Regions from separate parts of the Rattus norvegicus genome. Here regions 1 and 3 are each linked to region 2. A link is a contact called in public Hi-C data. All regions are on one chromosome and are shown on one strand. The core of a region is the stretch at or near the end of the contact, and the rest is flanking DNA. Distances in the headings are between cores, read along the strand shown.

Region 1 (4,465 bases), core at 1,634-4,133, 240 kb after region 2:
GGGTGGCATCATTCTCTAGGCTGAGCACATGCAAGCAGGAACACATGTGCATTTGATTTTCCTTGTTCCTTCCTGACTTTGGGTGCAATGTGACCAGCTGTCTCGAGTTCCCACCACTATGACTTCCCCACAGTGACGGACTAGAAACTGTTTTGCGAGCTACATTCTTGTTACCAGTCACTCTTTGTGAGGATCCAGCCCCCCACACTTGGTGTCAATTCTTGATTTTGGTATAAAGATAGGAAGCTGAAAATATATTACATTTGAAGATTTCTCGTTTCCCTTTCACAGTATAGAGCTATCATCCTCCACACAAAAGCAATCTATTCAAGGTCAGGTTCCTTGAACAAGGACGCCTAGACCTTGTTGTTCTCAGCCCACTGCTCTCTATTTTGCCACACTGTCTGACTTTTCACTTTTCTGCTTTTTAATTTAACACAGATTGTTTTGCATCTAATCAGTGGCAGCCTGTAAAACATCTTAATTATAAGATGCTTCCTTTTTCAAATCGAAAAGTATAAGGCACAGTTCATTCTTCCTACCCTCAGATTGCTGGTCTGGTGGCATGTGTTTATGTCACTGTGTATTTTCTTTTAGTTGGTGAGTTAATATTTGTAAAACACTCAGAAAATACCATGGAACACAGGAAGTTATGTGTTGTATGTTCCAGGGCAACATTTAGGACACGTTTATACTGAAAAAGAAAAAGAAAGCATCCTTTGCTTATGTGACATTCAGATTTAACTGGGTTCCCTCATTATGTCTTGAGAGCCCTTGGGTAGCAGTCGGGAGTGACTCATACCTGAATCAGCTACTGAGCAGGGCTGGGGGTCATGAGGCTCCGTTCAGTCACTGGACTGAAGGAAATACACGTAGTGTCAGTAGTGACCACGGTGGTGGAGGTGATGGTGAGCGTGGAGCTGGCAGTGTGAGAACAGGTGCACTTTCAATTGTCGTTGTGACTTTCTTTTTAACTTTTATAAACTATTATTTTGTGTATATGACTCTTTTGCCTGCACACATGTCTGTGCACCTTGTGCATAACTGATACCCAGGAAAGTCAAATTTCCTGGAACTGGAGTTGCAGGTGGTCGTGAACTGCCCTGCGGGTTCTAGAAACCAAAACTGCTCTTAACCACAGAGCCAGCTCTCCAGCCCTGAGACTTTAAGTCCTGCTCTCAGACTGCCGTATTTCATGATGCTGATAACTGGTGGGAGGTAAAGAGGAGTCTCCATTGAGTGACCTGTTTTCTGCTACGTGTCCTTAGACACGAAAGTGATAGACCTAGGTCTAGAAGGCCCTAGAAGATATGCTGTCCACATCTTACTATGTGGGCCCATAGTTTTGTTGATTTTTTTCTTACTGATTTTCATATGCATGTGTGTTTACATGTGTGTTGACCTGAATGTCTGCATATGCAGTTGGAGGCCAGAGGCTGATAGTCAGTGTCTTCTTCATTCTTTCCCCACCTCATATATTGAGGCAGAATCTCTCACCCAAGCCCAGAACTTGCCGATCTAGCCAGTTCAGATAGCTGTTTTAGTCCAGTAATCCCCCGCTCCACCTTCTGAGTGGAGGGGAGCATGGCGGCAGGCAGCAGGCAGGCAGGCAGGCAGCAGGCAGGCAGGCAGGCAGCAGGCAGCAGGCAGGCAGGGAGGCAGGCAGGCAGGCAGCAGGCGGGCAGGCAGGCAGCAGGCAGCAGGCAGCAGGCAGCAGGCAGGCAGCAGGCAGCAGGCAGGCAGCAGGCAGGCAGGCAGGCAGCAGGCAGCAGGCGGGCGGGCAGGCAGGCAGGCAGGCAGGCAGGCAGGCGGGCAGGCAGGCGGGCAGGCAGCAGGCAGGCAGCAGGCAGGCAGGCAGGCAGGCAGGCAGCAGGCAGGCAGGCAGGCAGGCAGCAGGCAGCAGGCAGGCAGGGAGGCAGGCAGCAGGCGGGCGGGCAGGCAGGCAGCAGGCAGGCAGCAGGCAGGCAGGCAGGCAGGCAGGCGGGCAGGCAGCAGGCAGGCAGGCAGCAGGCGGGCAGGCAGGCAGGCGGGCAGGCGGGCAGGCAGGCAGCAGGCAGGCAGGCAGGCAGGCAGCAGGCGGGCAGGCGGGCAGGCAGGCAGGCGGGCAGGCAGGCAGGCAGCAGGCAGGCAGCAGGCAGGCGGGCGGGCAGGCGGGCAGGCAGCAGGCGGGCGGGCAGGCGGGCAGCAGGCAGGCAGCAGGCAGGCAGGCAGCAGGCAGGCAGGCAGCAGGTAGGCAGGCAGGCAGGCAGGCAGGCAGGTGTGGTGCTAGAGCAGTCAGCTGAGTGCTCACATCTTGAGATAACAGTCATGAGGCAGAGACAACAGGATTCAAACAGGAATGGTGTTGGCTTTTAGAAGAGCCTGCCTGCTGTGATAACACCTCCAAGGCTACCCCTTCAAACCCCCTGGTGACTAAGCATTCAAATACAAGGGCCCTTTTCATTCAGAGCACCACACCTGCTGAGCCATTGCCACTGCTGTTTATTTACTGACTGAATAGTTTAGGTACACTGACCACCTTAGCTGGTGCTTATGGGACATATGTATTTAAGGACTTTTGACTTGATTCCCTCACTGGATGAAAGTCTGCACAAGTTTTCTGTTTCCTGTTTGTATTTAGAGCTTCAATGTTTTGCCCATGACGTCATCTGGTACACTCTTACTGTTTTCAAGAATTGGATTAAAGACTAAAGGCGGATTAAGGACGAGTGCAGGTAAACGAGGAAAGACTAGGGAGAATCTGACTATCTCTGTACACAGGTTTAACAACAGCCGACCAGGAGAGGCAGCATGCAAATGGGCCCATGAGAAAGCAGAGGAGGCTGGCACTGCCTCAGTGCTGACCTCCCTCACGGGTGACTCGTGCCTGCGGAAGGCTCTTGCCATTGTTCTGTCTGCAGTGAGTGTTGGATAGGTCCTCACCCTTTGATGAAATCAGTGGTCATAGCCTTGCCTGATCAATAGACTGGACGTCGTAGTAGACACTTTACATGCATCTTTACAAATATCATTTATTATTCATTTTCATTTATGCGTGTGTTTGTACATATGTGTGCACATGCCAGAACACACATGTGAAGGGCAGAAGACATCATGTGGGTACTGGGAATCAAACTCATGCTATCAGTGTTAGCAGCAAGCTCCCTTAACCACCCATCCACTGCCATCACCTACCTGTGTAGTATTTCTAGCTCTTACTTTATTGGGGGAAACTGAGGTCGAATGGGTTCCATGCCCTGCTGAAGCTCACCCAGCTTGCTGAGCGGATGCCAGGCTCCGCCCCTGTCCCTCTGACTCAGAAGCTCGTGTCCCTTCATACCACAGTCATCACATCGACATCTGTCAGCTATTTCAAGCATGGATGTACTTATGAATTATCTCAGAAGTATTTCAAGTATTTAGCACTTCCGTTTATCTCTCAAATTCAATGAAAGCGACCACTCATACATAAAACTATAAATGCAGACTGCCAGCTCCTGAAAATTCCTTATTATTCTGCTCCTGACACGCCTGTCTTGGATCACGAGCTAGCTGTCAAAATGCAATTTGTCAGCATAGAACGAGCTTCCCCTGATAAAAAGAACACACTAATCATTTCTTTGAGACAGAGAAAAAGAGGGAGGGACAGAGGGAAGAAAGGAGGGAGGGAGGGAGGGAGGGAGGGAGGGAGGGAGGGAGGGAGAGAGAGAGAGAGATCCCAGTTTCCTTTTGCACAGACATCTCTAGAGGTTGTCATGGAAACCAGAAAACTTTTGCAAAACAAAGTCCAGATATGTAGGACACAAGGTGGAGTTTGCTTTTCTTTGGTATCCAGCCTCTTACAGAAATGTTGTTAAAACCAGTTCTTTATTTGGAAGTCTTAAGTTCTGCAATCCTACCACTACTTTGAATAATACTTGATTATGACCTGCAGTTAATTTTTCCCCAAGTGAGTGTGAATGTTTTATGCGCTGAACCGTGAGTGATCACACCCCCAGCCCTACCCCAGCAAAAGCTGGGGTGACTTGATGTATCTCGAGTCTCGTAGTTGAGCTTTTCCCATCAACTAGTCCAGCATATTTGGAGAAGGCATGCTGTATGTTCTTGTCAGACACCTCGGTCCCTGCTAAGTCTATTGGCATTTTTCTGGACCGGCCCCACCCCTGTTCTGCACCCATACATGGTAGAGGGTCAACCTGGACCAAAGCATCCCACAGCACTTAAGCTGCAGTCCTGGGCTTCGGGAGTTGAGAGGAACTTCACTGAGGTGGGTAGCGCTTGCACCTAGCTGTTAGCAAAGGTCGGAAGAGTGAGCTGGCCCATGCTGCCTCTGCTCCTCATCCCCCAGCATCCCCAAGGTCTCCAGTTGGCAGGAAAACAAGAAAAGCCTGTTGCAATTTACACTTTCAGTGTTTGATAATTTTTTAAATTCTTTTTTATTTTCACAGAACATTTTTATTTATTTTGTGTGTATATATGTGGGTGT
Region 2 (4,123 bases), core at 113-2,612:
GGCTAGAGTCTCACGAAGCCTAGGCTGGCCTCAAGCCCCAGTTATGGGGTTGTAGATGTGCACCATCGCTTACAGTTTCTGTGGACCTGAGGATGGACCCCAGGACTCCATGCATGCTTTGACAACTGCGCTCTTCGTTTTAATAAAGTCCAATTGGCAGCATCCGTGTTTGCCACTTGCCAGGTCTTTCCTAAAGGACACCATCAGTGGATTGATGTGAAGATTTGATGAGGAAATGACCATTGCCACTGGACTCTTCCTTGAGACCTTACTGGGGTCGCAAAGTTCTCTAGCAGTCTGTTCTCTAGGAAAGGTCAGTCCAGGGGAGCTTCTAGAAACCTCCTCAGTGCCTTCAGCTCTGAGGTCTTTTCAACCCCAGGGTTCCAGCCTTTCTGGGATGGGGTAGAAAGTGGCATGGCTGTCCCCAGGTTGGCCTCCTCCCCTCCCCTGTAGGTCCTCACCTGCTCCAGCATGTCCTTAGCGAGGTCTTCCTGTTCATCCATCCTCAAGATGGCCCGTCGTATCTCCTCATTAGAAAGCTTCAACCTGCAGCAAATCCACCTTGAGCAGTCTGCCCTGGCCCTCAGGATGACCCCTGGGCCTTCTTTCCATACAGTGTGGCCTCATCTCCTCTCCAGCCCTGGGTTTGAACCTGTTCTCCCCACTCCTCTACAAAGACTTCCCAGGCCAATTTGATAATAGAGTCTAATTTTAATAAAGAGGAGATATGATTCCACATATCCAATCATGAGTGTTTTTCTTTTCTTTTCTTTTTTTTTTTCTTCTGGAGCTGGGGACCGAACCCAGGGCCTTGCGCTTGCTAGGCAAGCGCTCTACCACTGAGCTAAATCCCCAACCCCCAATCATGAGTGTTTTAGTTCTGTTGCTGAGTCCTGTTGCTTTGCTTGAGTTTCCTTAGGGCTGATGAAACACAAGAGATTAAGACAGACAAGCAGAGGCATTCTAACCAGTCTCCTTTTCCTCCTCCACCCCTCCCTCCTGCCTCAAATGTCTGCAGAATCTCCATGGGAGGACAGAACAGGGGGCAGCAGAACTCTCTCAGTCTCTGACAGTGCCCAGTTCCCACTCAGCTCCCTCCCAGGAGCCCCTCCCTCCCCACTCATCCCCCTACATAGCCCTTCTCCACCCCTCCAGGTACACAGTCACTGAGGACTCTAGGGAACCAGCCAACCCCATCCCCAACCCCCTCTCAATAGAAGAAACTCAGGCCAGGGAACTCGTGGGAGGGCAGAGGGGCAGATGTCCCAGAGGAGGCTGTAGGCGGCACTAAGAATAGAGCTTGGGGCCGTGTCCCGACCCTGCCTGGGGGAGGCCCCCACACAGAAGCTGTGCTGTTAAAGCAGACACTGCTTGTTGGTTCCTAAGCCCAGGGAAATGCTTGCAGGCTGAGATCATGCTGCTCCCAGGCCTAAGCAGAGTGGGCCCTCCGTGGGCTTAGGGCAGCACTATCCACAGATGCTTACTGGAGCCTCCTGGACGGGGCAGTTTCCTGTCTGAAGAGCCCAGTGCCACTGCTTAACATGGGCTTGCAGGGTAGAAGTCTAGATCAGTATCCATGCCTCTCTCCTTCAGGGGAATCAGAGTCGAGTCGCAAGGCCAGCATCACCCCCCTGTTTCTCTACCACCTTCCCCCAGGCCTGCAGCTCAACGTCTATGTTTGTTGTTTTGCAGTGCTCAGAACTAACCCAGGGCCTGGTGCACACTGGGCAGTCAAACAAGCACTCCACCACCGAGTTATCCACTTCTTAGCCCCTGTACTACCCACTTGGGACTTTTATTTGGGGTCCCTTTCCCTGCTACTGGTGAGTACCTACTTGGAGAGAAGAATGATACAATTCTGGGCCCTCCGGCCATCGATGACGGACAGCTCTTTAACCTTGCGGGAGGCTAGGTAGATGTCCTCTGTGGAGCCCAGTTCTTTCTGCAAATGATGAGTTCGAGAGGGTGAGGCAGATGCCCCCAACCTTCATGCCCACCTCCCAGACCCACCCTTCTTTCAACATAGGGATGCCCCTAACCCAGTGGATATAAAGAAAGAGAAAGAGAAGATGTGAGAGGTAAGGTGTTTAACTATCAACTCTTAAGAGAGGATCTAGGACTGTCCTGGTCTAGAAAAGATGGAGAGTCTTGAAAGGTCCTTCTTCTTAGAGATCGGCCTCTCTTGGAAACCCAGGAAAGGAGCTGTCCAGATGGAAGCCATATTTAATCTCTGTGGCTTCAGGCAATATGGTTTGCTTTATCAGACATCTATCCCCACCCAGAACTTCCCCAGGCTTATGATGGGAGGTCGATTCAAACCCCCATAAGGCCATAGTTTCTAACTCCTGGAGACTTCCAGCCTATCTCAATGTGGCAGGACTAAAGGGTTTTACAAGGTCATAAGGAAAACCAGAGGTGGAATCCATATTGAATTTACTTCTGGGATACCACTAGGCAGAAATCAAAGATCCTAAACCTCCATCTGTTGGAGCCCCCTGGTCAGAGATGCAGGAGACTTTCCAGCACACAGCGATGACTCTAGGGACGCTCCCAGAGCACATGTTCCAAGGTACACAACTCCAGGGCCTGCCAGGCACGCCATTCTCTTTGTGGACTTTCCCCTCTGGAGTTGTGCAGTGCCCAACATGTGTAGTCATGTTGGCAAGCCTTGCCTTGACACCTGTAGCTGATACCATAGACCTAGAAGCCTTCTCAGTTCTGTGGTCATTCGTCTCGGCAGCTGGCAGAGATCTGCTTGCGGTCCCTCCATCTCTCACATTTCCTCTCTCTCTCTGGGCACCCTCCTGCATGCAACCCTACACGGATGAGTGATAAAGGCTGGAAACGGTGCAGGCAGGCTTTCTCTCCTGGACCCAGGTCTGGGCTACAGTCCAGGACAGTGGGTAAGAGACGGGACGTTCAGAGCCCCGAGAGAGTGACTCACCTGCTCAGAATCATGTTAGTTATCAGCTCCTAGGCAGGCAGCCGCCACAGCCATCAGAGAATTAAACATGCACAATGTTAGTCAATAGGACAATAGGGACTGGAGAACAACACGTCAAATGAGGGCATCCTCGGTATCTGTGGGTATCCGGTCATCCCCAGGAACAGGAGACAGGAACCCGGAAAGAGCTGTAGACAGCATCTCAAGGCAGACATGCACCCAAGAACCCAAAGAAACAAACACCAGGCAGCCCACCACTTGGGGACCAGAGAGGCACCCAGTTGGGCCAAGTAGTCCCCAAACATGAGAACTGGGACCCTGATCTTCGGCCACGAGTTCTTTCTTTGCCTCTGCTTAGAACCTGCTGAGTAGGCGGAGGGCGCTCCTCTACCCAGGCGAACACCATATCAGGCCACGAGCCTGCGACAGTCCTTGTCTTTAAGTCAGGAAAAGCAGGTGGCCTTGAATTTGCCCCTCTTCTTGCCTATCTGATGTCTAAGAGGACTGGGGAGCACAGCTTGTCCTGTGCCTTTCTTCCTGACACTGATAGAGTTGAAGTCATGGGCTCAGAGCCTACCTAGAACATAGAGGAGACTCAGGACCTTCTTTGCTCACGGCCTGGGGCATGTGGAGAGGTAGTGAGCTGGTAAGTTTGACTTTTGGCATTGCTCTAGCTTGACTTTAGTCCTAGGTGCTGATGGGAGCAAGGCCCAGGCGAGCTGTGAGAGAGTGGAACCAGAAGCATGAAGCAGGCAGATCGGGGGTGTTTAAGATAGATTCACTTCTCAAGCCCCATATGAATTCTTTCCTTACTGTCTCCCTTCCCAACTCAGGACCTTGGAGTTTGGAAAGGCCAGTCTAAAAGCCCAGAGAATGACTCACAAATGAAGGGGCGGCATGGGCTTGCCATGTCTGATACATGCATACACCCCGCCTCAACCCCATCCTACGTAGGGCACAGGTGTTCACATAGTTCTTCCCAGCTCCTGCAGCCTTGACTACTGCCCATGACCAGGCCAGCTTAACCACAGCATTTGCCAAAACACTGCTTGGAATTAAGAGCAGAGGATCAGATGTCACAGACACCCACATTTAAATCAAATAAATAAAATCAGTTGTTTTATCTGGAACCCCAAGACAGGGCTAGAGTGTCAACTCCACACTACTCCTTTGGCCGGA
Region 3 (4,324 bases), core at 399-2,898, 160 kb after region 2:
CTTGGGAGGGAGCAGCAGTTGATCTTGACCATGGAGTCATCTCTTTAGAACCCCACGTTGGATTTTTTTTCTTGGGATCCTGGGGAATCGAACCCACGACCTTCCACATGCTGAGCAAGTGTTCTATCCTTGAGCTATGTCTCCAGCCTGAGTTTTGTCTCTACCACCTCAGTGCTAGGTGTTGAGGACTTGCAGGACTCTGCGTGTTTTAAGGGGTGCTAGGGATCCAGCACAGAGCTTTGGGCACTCTGAGCAAGCCCCCTACCAACGGGGCTCCCACTGCATCCTTCCAGGGTCATTTATGTTATGTGCAGCTTGCATTTCGTTCCCAGTGGATGAGAATTCACCAGCAGTCAGGTTCAGAACGGTCCATCTCTGGAATTTCTTTATAACCACATCTCCTCTTGCCCTCTCTTTCTTCCCTAGTGACCTCTAAGTCCTCTGTCTCTATTTTTATTATTTTAAGAATGTTACATAAAGAGACTCATTCAATATTTAACTTCTGATATATATATGCATATATATATTTATATATATATAAACTCTGGAAGGTTCATTTAGGTTGTGTATTATCAATGGTTCATTCATTTAAAAAAGGTTTTCTAAGGACTTCTCCCTTGCCTGCAGTTTTGGGACTATTGCCAATTAAGCAAACGCACACAGGTTTTCTTGTGAACACAAGTTTTCATTTCTCTGGGATGAATTTTCCCAAAGCGCAGCTGTTGGGGCTCCAAGTAGCTGTACCTTCCGTTTTCTGGGAAAATGAAAACAAGAAACAAAACCCAGACAAATGGAAGGTGGAAGTGGAGGTGCACACAGAACGTGGGATTCTGAAGAAAAAAGGAGGTGGGGGTCATTATAGGCTGCACAATCAGATGGTGAGATCCTGTTTAAAACATCAACATAAAAGGTCAAACCTCATTTTTCAGTGTGGCTATAGGATTTTACAGTACCCACCTCACCAGTGAGCCCCATCTTCGTTGGCACCTGGTATACACACACACACACACACACACACACACACACACACACACACACACACACACAAACACGTATGTATGTGTCACACACATATGTCCCATGTATTGATATAACATATATGTATGTATATGTATATGTGTGTTTATATGTGTATATACATATGTATGTATATCACAAAGTTCCCAGCCACTATCAATCCGTGCCACATTGTAATTTGCTTTTAATTTACATTCTCCTGGTGAGTAGAGGTTGGACACGCTTTCAGAGGCAGTCTCCCAAGAACTCATCATTTCCAGAAGTTTCACATGGGAAGCAGTTTCTTCGCATGAAACTCAGCGCTGCCCTTGCCCTTGGGCTGTGATTTTTCTGTTGGGAACCTGCTTTATCACACAATGGTTTCCAAGTGAATTCAGAGCAGCTTGGGAATCTCAACCAAAAAAGGCCATTTCTGCAATGCGTGATAAACGGCCGACTGACTTCAGAGAGACGTAAAGGAGTTAAGGAATGCGGAAAGAGTTGTTAAGGAAAGCCCAACTCAGGATTGCAAACCCTTTAACCCGGCTCAAGAGCATCTCCCACGGACATGCGCGGCAATCCCTGCTCGGTCCCGCCCCTCAGCCGGTCCTCTTGGTCCACGACCAATAGGGCGAGGAGGCGGGAACCCGGAGCCCGCGGTGCTGCTTGGGTAGCATCTTTGGTTACTGTTGCTAAGGCAGCGGCGTCTGCAGGTGGTGGGAGTAGGAAGTTTTAGGTGGTCTGGACTCGGAAAGGTCAAGGGTCAGTACGGAGTCTCCGCCGGTGATGGTGAAGCAAACGATCCAGATTTTCGCTAGGGTGAAGCCCTCGGTGCGGAAGCAGCAGCAAGGGGTACGGGCCAGCGGGCTGGGTGTGGGTCGCGTGGGGCAGCGGGCGCGGGGTGGTCAAGCACACTACAATCCCGAGGGAGGACAGGGCCCGCCCACAACCTCAGCGCAGCGCCGGGTACACGTGAGCACACTCGTGCATGTGGACCTGTTTGCACACTCACCTGCGCTGTTCCCCATTCACACAGGTACTTCTTGCACTTTTTTGGATAAGTGCCTCCCAGCCCTACACACAGAGCTCGGAGCAGGGAGCTGATCGGTTCCAATCGGGCAACCAGTGTGCAAGTATTGTGATGCACCCTCAGAAGCGGAATCAATCAATTACAGACAAGTGTGCACACTTGATTTTGTGGCATGCTACAGCCTGTTGGGTTTGCTGTTCTGCAGCATTTAAGGGGTTTTGACTTAGGTTTGCTGTAAGTGTGCCATATGTCCCCACACAAGAAACATGTCCCCCTCCTCCAAAAGCATCAACCAGCCTTCTTGAGGAGTGTAATAAATCCAGAAGTTTGCCAAGGTCGTGAAGACATTTGTCCCCTCTCTCTGCCTCCAGGGTGAGCATAGTCCTGGCTGCTCTGTGTGGAGAAATCACCACTGGCCAGTTGACTTTTCTGGTTTATCTCTGCTCCTCTTCTGGGGATTCTTGTCATTGTCCTCATTTTACACATTTTACCCTATGCAATAGATAGGTTAAGTGAAACTGCCAGGGCGTCCAGCTTGTAAATAGCAGTAGCTGACTTTTAATTTGAACTTAATTTGTTTGACTGTCTTGAGACAATGTCTCACTATGCCAGGTTGGCCTTGAACTCAGAGAGATCAGTTTGCCTGCCTCTGCCCCCTAAACACTGGGATTAGAGGTGTTTGCCACTATTCCTGCCTTTAATTTAAAATTTTAATTTTACATTTGTATCAAGAATTTTCATTGTTTTTGAACTCCCTCCTCATTTTTCTATCTTTCCCACTGAAACCTGATTCCCAACAAAGCCGTCGTCCCCCGTTTCAGGTCTTATTGGTGGAATGCAAGGCACCGAGTTTAGTTTTCGTTAAGGATTTTTAAAATTACACTTTCTCTTCAGAAAACAACCCCCCCAGCTTTTTCCTGACTCCCACAGTGAGCATTCAAGCAATTTGGTTCCTATTTATGAATGTGTAGAAAGTGTATAGTCAATAATGTTTTATATCTATTCTGTTTCAGTGTTGTGCATATATAAACATGTAACATTATGGTATCTTATAATTTGGAATTTCCCTCTGGTAACGTACGTTCTTAAAACAAGATTATAATGTCTCTGCCATCAGCAACAGCAGTGGCCCTTTGTCTCATGAGAACATTCAGGAGAAGTTATAGGAAAAGATCCCAAAGAAAACATTAGACATTACAAAATGGCTTTTATTTCATAGGTAGGAGCATTTTGCCTACATGTACGTAGTGTGCCACATGCACACAGTGCCTGCAGAGTCCAATAACGACCACCGGATTCCCTGGAACTGGAGTCACAAATGGTCTGAGTTGCCACGTGGGTGCTGGGAATTGAACCCAGGTTGCTCTTGTAAGAGCAGTAAGTACTCTTAACCTCTGAGCAATCTCTCCAGGCCCAATAATAGCCATGTTTGCTTAAAGAAATGAAACAGCAGGAAGGGGACCCTGGGAGTCTTTGCCTCTGCCTCTCCTCGAAGTCACCTGCACAGAGACCTTTTAAAGCACAGGTAATACTGCCCTTCTGATGCTTAGCTTTTGCACTGACGGTCAGAGAGAAGATGGCTATGGTAAGGAGGAAGTAGGCAGTGGTAGAACTGGGGAGCTTGTGAGGAGTCTTGGTTCATCTAACTTTTTGAGCCATTAAATACAGAATCATACACATTTGTAGATTAGGCCAGGCCTGATGGCGGGCGCATCCCTGTAAATCCCAGCACTGGGTGGTGGTGATTGGGTGAGTGGAGACCGAGTCAGGAGGATTGCTGTGAGTTTGAAATCAGCCACATATGAGCTCTGTGCTAGTGTCAGTTACTACTGTATGAGAACCTGTTTTTGTTTTTGATTTTAAACAGTTGGATGAGGTGGCACACACCTTTTATCTCAGTGGTAGGGAGGCAGAGACAGGTGGGTCTCTGTGAGTTCAAGTCCAACCAGGTCTTCACAGTGCGTTCCAGGACAGCCAGCACTTGGCACTGAGACCCTGTCTCTGAATTAACACACACACACACACACACACACACACACACACACACACACACACACCACACACACACACGCGGGGGAGGGAGAGAACAATGAGCAAACAACAACAAAAACAAGATGACACAAACTGCAAATTTTTTTTTTTTTTGCTTCTTTAAAGAGTCCTATCTCAGATGATAAATCTTAATAAAAGAAAGACTAATGGCCACCCTATTAGACTAAAGTTTCTGATTCTAAGGACTTTGTGCTTTTTAAATTCTTCTTGATAGTGGTAGTGTTGGGATTTGAACCCAGGGTCACT

The links. Hi-C and Micro-C count contacts between places; a contact is called where the count stands out from the background.
Region 1: a contact with region 2 is called in a Hi-C map of the A7r5 cell line, with 3 times the contacts expected there. The contact joins two enhancer-like sites. A contact is called at or near these places in 2 of 12 Hi-C or Micro-C datasets (the A7r5 cell line and liver).
Region 3: a Hi-C map of Schwann cells shows a contact between it and region 2, with 4 times the contacts expected there. The contact joins the promoter of Kif6 here to the enhancer-like site in region 2.

Annotation. Positions count from the first base shown.
Region 1 is chr9:18,787,094-18,791,558 of GRCr8, reverse strand. All of the region lies in intron 6 of Kif6 (kinesin family member 6), which reads left to right. Among named protein-coding and RNA genes, the nearest start is that of Kif6, 81 kb to the left of the region's middle. Within about 2 kb of position 2,883, at least 10 of the 93 cell types and tissues checked have an H3K27ac peak or open chromatin away from gene starts, as enhancers often do. A contact at or near this core is called in the A7r5 cell line, where this site is marked.
Region 2 is chr9:19,026,335-19,030,457 of GRCr8, reverse strand. Daam2 (dishevelled associated activator of morphogenesis 2) reads right to left here. Exons shown (of 25, transcript NM_001427649.1): 16 at 1,836-1,942; 17 at 462-546. Among named protein-coding and RNA genes, the nearest start is that of Mocs1, 37 kb to the left of the region's middle. Within about 2 kb of position 1,362, at least 27 of the 93 cell types and tissues checked have an H3K27ac peak or open chromatin away from gene starts, as enhancers often do. A contact at or near this core is called in the A7r5 cell line and Schwann cells, where this site is marked.
Region 3 is chr9:18,868,113-18,872,436 of GRCr8, reverse strand. It overlaps Kif6 (kinesin family member 6), which reads left to right and starts at 1,648. Exons shown (of 23, transcript XM_006244480.4): 1 at 1,648-1,848. The coding sequence starts at 1,783.